Regions from separate parts of the Zea mays genome. Here region 1 is linked to region 2. Evidence: chromatin contacts called from public Hi-C data. All regions are on one chromosome and are shown on one strand. The core of a region is the stretch at or near the end of the contact, and the rest is flanking DNA. Distances in the headings are between cores, read along the strand shown.

The links. A called contact is a pair of places that touch in the nucleus more often than the background predicts.
Region 1: a contact with region 2 is called in a Hi-C map of endosperm, with 3 times the contacts expected there. The contact joins the promoter of LOC542617 here to the enhancer-like site in region 2. A contact is called at or near these places in 2 of 25 Hi-C or Micro-C datasets (endosperm and leaf).

Annotation. Positions count from the first base shown.
Region 1 is chr4:224,564,434-224,567,697 of Zm-B73-REFERENCE-NAM-5.0, reverse strand. It overlaps LOC542617 (ribosomal protein S27), which reads right to left and starts at 1,287. Exons shown (of 4, transcript NM_001112144.2): 1 at 1,202-1,287; 2 at 1,020-1,121; 3 at 839-867. The coding sequence starts at 1,204. LOC111591473 (U2 spliceosomal RNA) reads right to left here and starts at 1,866; the gene lies at 1,679-1,866.
Region 2 is chr4:224,409,704-224,413,147 of Zm-B73-REFERENCE-NAM-5.0, reverse strand. No RefSeq gene overlaps it. Among protein-coding and RNA genes, the nearest start is that of LOC103654656, 39 kb to the left of the region's middle. Within about 2 kb of position 1,442, at least 18 of the 20 cell types and tissues checked have an H3K27ac peak or open chromatin away from gene starts, as enhancers often do. A contact at or near this core is called in endosperm and leaf, where this site is marked.

The sequences.
Region 1 (3,264 bases), core at 38-2,537, 150 kb before region 2:
TTATAAACAGTTTTCCAAAACTCTAAATCCTACCTTAACTAGTACTCCATTCCGAATTTTAAGTATTTTTGGCTTTCCTAGATACATTTCTTCTACTATGCATCTAGACATAGTGTAAGTATAATTACACACCAAAAGGGAATCTAGAAAAGCCAAAATGTCATAGAATTTGGAATGGAGTAGAAATTTACTACTACACACTAGCCTTGTCAGGGAAAAACTCTAGAATTACAGAATCACTTTGCAGGTCAAACAAGACAATTCAATAATATCCATTCAACAATAATGTACAACTTAACAAAAAATAGCTTCTTTTATTTGTCTTCTACAACTTGCTATGTCAGTTTAAAATTGTAGTCGACCAAGAAAAACAATCTTATGTGGAATTGGAGCAGGGACAATTAACAGCTTCTGAGCAAAGACAAGTGAAATTTATAAACATGTTCTCAAACTCTACTCAATGCATTAAAATTGTAGAAAGTTTCTACTGTACAGTAACCATAAGTTAAAAACTGTAAAAAAATTACACATACTCATTTTGAAGGTCAAACAACATAACTTCATATTATCATGCAACAAATAAATAGCAAACATCTAACAATAGCTTACTAACTGGCTAGTTTCTTTGTCCCAAATGTATCAGTAATATACCTACTGGCTACAATTAATACAGTATTTACTAATAGGAAAGATATTTCAGTTCAAAAGAACCTCGGTTTAAGCAAAACATAAGCACCAGGGAAGGGGGTTCAATGGTAACCCACAATCAATCAACAATTGGCGAGAACTAAATAATCTAAACCTTGAATAGAATCTAATGAGGGGCAGAAAAACTTACATGCTGAAGCACCCCTGGCACTTAACATCCTACAATACAAAAAAAAATCCCAATTAACACATGGGGGATAAAGAAAAGGTAAAGGGAAAACGACCGAGCTAACAACCGCCGCAGAAACGGGAGCACGATAGAGCTAAGAACAAGTATCATGAAGGAGACGCATTAGGGCAAGAACAAGTACCATGAAGAAGGAGTTGGGCGACTGGACGAGTCTCTTTTTCTTGTGCTTGAGCTTCTCGAGTTCTGCCGGCGGGTTGAGCAGATCAATGTCGTTCTGGAGAACCTGCGCATCCAATCAATCTCAGGATCCGACCGAGCACGCTGGATCTTCAGTAGCGGGTAGATGAGGGGATCAGAGCTTACCATCTTGCCTCGGGCTGCGGCGGAGGGAACTGCGTTAGATGCGGCGGCGGCGGCGGAGGCGCTGCAGCAGAAGTCTGAGCCGGGAGGGTTTTGCGCGGACGACGTGATGGTTACTTTATACTAGGATCTGGAGAATCCCGACCGTTCGATCCAGCTGGCTCATCATCACGACCTTTGGAGTGACCCGCATTGCGCACAGTGGCCTGGATTATTGGGCTTGTCTCTGTAGCTGAATTGAGGCCCATTTATGTGACACTGCAAGAGAACTACAAACACGCTTTATATATGCAAAGTGCTACGTTTTTTATTTATGTTTAAGTATAAAATATAAAACATAAAAATATATATATTCTGTTGGCGAGATTTATATGAATTTAGGTTTAGAGCTAATAATTATATTTTGAATCTATATTTATACATAATTTTAGTATTTTTATAACTTAAATGTGTATGGAGGGAATGGAGCACGACGACGGTGGAGCGTGAACTAGAAAAACTGGTGCTGACAAGTCCAATGCTCGCACGTTGCAACGGCACGCAATTATATTTGATACCCATAAAAATTAAATTCAATATCAAATAGAACATATGATCCACATATCAAATTTTAAACTGATAAGAATAAATATTATACTTTATTTTATCTAAAAGGACAAAAAGGGTATAGGTTGAAAAATGAGCTCGACCCCTTTCTATAGATCACTCAGTCGCTCTTCCTTCTTCAACTAGCGAGGTGTTACTGTGTATAAGAGTGTTGTGTTGTACTGTTGTGTGTGACTTCTTATTGTGTTGGGCTGGGGTAGTTTCTCACGGCCCATCTATAGAGTAATGGTTCATTTGTGGTGTAACGGTCCATTGCTAAGTGAGAAAAAACGGTGGAGAGGAACAGACCTACGCGCTTCGCATATGACATACGATGCACGATCCATAAAACTATTCATGTAAAAAAGTGTGTGTATATATATATATATATATATATATATATATATATATATATATATATATATATATATATATATATATATATATATATATATATATATATATATATATATATATATATATATATATATATATATATATATATATATATATATATATACACACGTCACACAACGCTGTCGTGCCCATTCAACCTCTTCCCACCACCTCCGCCCCCTTACACGCCTGTGGTTCATCGCCGAGCAAGGCAAAGTCGAGGTGCCCATTCAACCTCTTCCCAGCACCTCCGTCCCCCTACATGCCTGTGGTCATCGCCGAGCAAGGCAAAGTCGAGGTAAGTCATTAGGCAAAGTTTAGGGTCAATTTTTTTCTAGGGCATCTCGAGTTTTTTCTTAATAACATGTCTATTGCTTTCATTATTATTCTCATATTTTTGATAAAATGTCACCAATATGCAAATCACCAATATGCAAACCTAGTTAAATATCCTTTCTAGGTCATCGTGATTTGTTGCATAGGTTTTATACTATCACCACTATGCAAATACAATTAAATCTTGTTTTGTTACAGAGTACCGGTGCATATCCATTATCTATGCCCATAGTTGCACAATATATGATAAAATGCACTATTCTATGGTTGCAATCATTCTTTCTACATCCAAGGCTTTTTTAGCTGGATTTTTGGTCAATTTTATGCATTTTCATGATTCAGGCATACCTTCACTATTTATGCATACAACTACGTCATTTATCCTATATGTTCCATTTTTTATACAACCATCATGATGTAAATCCAGTTAATATATTGTTGTACAAATTACTCTTAGAATGCTCCTTATTTATGTATTAGGTGAGTGCTCGTGCGTTGCAACGGTAACATATAATACCACAATAACTTATATACAAATGTGTTGTGTTGTTACGAGAAAATGTTTCGTAATCCATTTATGATCCTAGACATACATAAAATTTGTTATTTTAATCTATCTATTTCACCACTATATTGCAATCATCAATATCATGTAGACTTCTATATATGATAGTTAAGTGCCTGTGCGTTTCAACAGCACATTAATTGTTTGCTCTTTCATTCGCGTACAATGTTGAGAAGCATTTCAA
Region 2 (3,444 bases), core at 193-2,692:
AGACCGAGGATATCAGTTTAATTCTTAGTTTTGGCAAAAGATGCATGAGTGCTTGGATACAAGATTGAATTTCAGTTCATCTTACCATCCTAAAACTGATGGGCAGACCAAGAGGACCAACCAAGTACTGGAAGATATGTTAAGAGGTTGTGCTCTTAAACATGGTGGCAGTTGGGATAAGAGTTTACCATATGCGGAGTTCTCTTACAATAATAGCTACCAAGACAGTTTGAAGATGTCCCCGTTTGAGGCTTTATATGGCAGAAAATGCAGGACTCCTTTATATTGGGATCAAACTGGTGAAAGGTAGTTCTTTGTGCTAGAGATTATACAAGAGGCAGAAGAACAAGTCCAGTTGATAAGGGAGAATTTGAGAACTACGCAGTCAAGGCAGAAAAGCTATGCTGATACTCGGAGGAGACTGCTAGAGTTTAAGGAGGGTGATCACGTGTATCTGAAGGTGTCACCAATCTAGGGTATGAGGAGGTTTAAAGTTAAAGGGAAGTTGTCCCCTCGCTTTATTGGACCCTCCTTAATCCTAAAGCGAGTGGGAGAAGTTGCCTATCAACTGGAATTACCCGACCACCTGGCAGAGATGTACATGATGTCTTCCATGTGTCCCAACTAAAGAAGTGACTCAGGGTACCCAAAGAGCAGCTACCTATGGAGGATCTCAGTGTTTAAGATGATCTAACTTATATGGAGTATCCTATCAAGATTCTTGATACTTTGACTCGTGTCATGAGGAGTAAAGTGATCAAAATGTGCAAAGTGCAATGGAGTCACCATGGTGAAGATGAGGCTACTTGGGAAAGAGAAGAAAAACTGCGAGTAGATTTTCCCCACCTCTTCCCTAGTCCTTCCTAATCTCGAGGACGAGATTCTTTTTAAGGCGGGTAGGATTTGTAATACCCAGTTTGTAAATGAAAAGAAGAGAGTATATCTCATTCTATGTTTTTGCCTCATACTCTATATCACATGGTAATAACCATATATAAGGGAACAAATGACTAAAGACACCTAAAATAAGCCATGCATCATATTGGAGTTTAGTTTGTGCATTTAGTAATAATAACAATAATAGTAGTAGAAATATAATGATGAGTTGATAATATGAATTAACCCCTAAATTGAAAATTGGGTTTGAAAATGGAAAGGAAGAGAGGGAGATACTATAAAAAATACAAAATAAAATTTATAAATAAGAGTCATGCTGGAATGTTCAAATTGAATATTTAACCGGAGGACCAATTAGCCACAAAATTTGGAAATTTAAACTTGGAGGCTGATTTGAATTTGAATTAGGAGATAATACAAAAAGGGAAACAGTATCGGCCACGTGGGCCTCCTTTCCCTCCTTTCGGCCCACTATGGCTTCTAGCGCGCAGGCCTAACCAGATCCCGCTCGACCGCGCGCGCCAGCTCCAGCTTTTAGCTGTCATGCGGGCCCCGGGCGTAGACCCCTCTTCCGACCAGGTGCTCGTCTCTCTGGAGCCGGATCCCACCTATCATCTCGCTGCGCCGTCAGCTGCGGTAATGGCCGAACGGCCCGCGCGATCCCGCCACGGTCGCTGTGGTAGTTGCGTCAACAGGCGAAACCCGAGGATAAATCCCCGCATCACCTCCTCGACCGCGAGCCCTGAAGCCCTACACTCTCACCAGACCTGTCGTCCCTCTCCATCATCGCGAAAACCACGCATCAAAGAGACACCGTCGTCCGCCGCCGTGGGCTCGTGCCTATACCGACGATTGGAGGCCAGTGTGGAGTCAGGATCGTTCATCGGCATGTGTGGATCGCTAGCATGAAGTATTGAGCTCGGAGGCCCGTCCAAGCGCCCTAGATTTCTCGCCGTTGTCGGATTCCGCCGCGCGCCACGAATGCCCCTGCTCGGCCCTTAATCCCCGGTAAGCACCTTCCCAGTGACCTTACCGTTCCTACCACCTGTAATTACCTTCGAATAGGAACTTTAGCGCGCGAATCACGTTTGGGCTGCTCGTCGGCGATGGCGCTGCCACGGTCCTCGGTGTGGTCGCCGGAGTTTAGCTGAGAGTGAGGAGAACGCGTCGTAGCGGTTGAGATCGGATTGAACGGATGCGATTTGATCTTAGTTAACCCTTCACAATATTAAATCCGGTGCGTCGATTCAGAATCGGGTGGCTGGGACTTGATCGCCCCCTTGCCGTTGTTGCTCGATCGGCGGTCACGGGGGTGAGACGTTAGGCGATACGTGTGATCTAATCATGGCCTTCGGTTCCGATCTAATGGTCGAGAGTCACTCATACCCCTTCGGCCGAAAGAACTTACATAAGAGACCCTGAAAAATCAAGTAATAAACCTGCAGTCCACTCGGGTGCACCACCGAGTCTTGAACACGTTTGCACTCTAGCCCCCAAGTTCCTCTGGTTTTATGCACGCAGTCCACTAACCAAGGAAATTGAGAAAAACAATATAGAAATTGATTTATAGTACAAAAATAATTCCAGAAACTTATATAATTCATAATTAATTTTTTTTAACTCCAAATTGATCCATTCCAGTGGAATTAATTTTGTATTATTGTTGTTCATCACTTAGTACCTCTGTTTAGCTATGAAAATTAGATTAAAATTATTCACTTGAGTTATTCCACACCGAGCACTTAATAACTTCAGAAATTCATAACTCAATAACCGTAATCTCGAATTTAGTGATTCTTGTTCCTACGATTTCGTTACGACGAGTAGAATATTATCATGTATTTTATTCTACTATTTGGTGTGATGTTAATTTCTGCTATACCATGTTTGTTTATATTGTTGTGAGTAGACGAGCCAACTACAGAGGATCCGGGTGTTCAGCAAGTGGAGACTGCTGAGTAGGAGCTCGTTGCAGGCAAGTTGTGCCCTTGATCACTTCTTTTACCCAATCATGTTCTTATTAATCTTAATGATCTGCATAGGTTAATTCTGATGGGACCCAATAGGTTACCCTAGTTTGGCTATCTTTATATCTTGTTTACCACTGAATTTTTGGGTAGTACCTGCTATTGCTTTATGTGGTTTTGGGTATGGAGATACACATTATTCATGATCATACTTTTATTATCAATTTGTTATTTACTGTTCATGATAAGATCATTATGTTAATTGGAACATGGAGCAACCACTCGGGAAAACAGTGCTACCACAAGGGTGGTATGGGACGCCCTTGGCTGACTAATTAGGAAAGCTAGCGGAGGACTACCATACTCGAAAGGGGAAAGAACATTAGGGGAGTGGTCAGTGTAGGGAGGCCCTTGGGTTGACTTTGTTGTGATGGTTGTCAGACAAGGGGTCCCTGCATTGGAGCTTCCTAAAAACTTTAGCGGGTTTTCTGAAGCTAGTGGAACTTTGTAAAGGCCTTGTAGTGTTACCCTGCCTTGCTTCCTTGGTAGAGGTGTATGGGAGTCGCGATCCCTTGGCAGA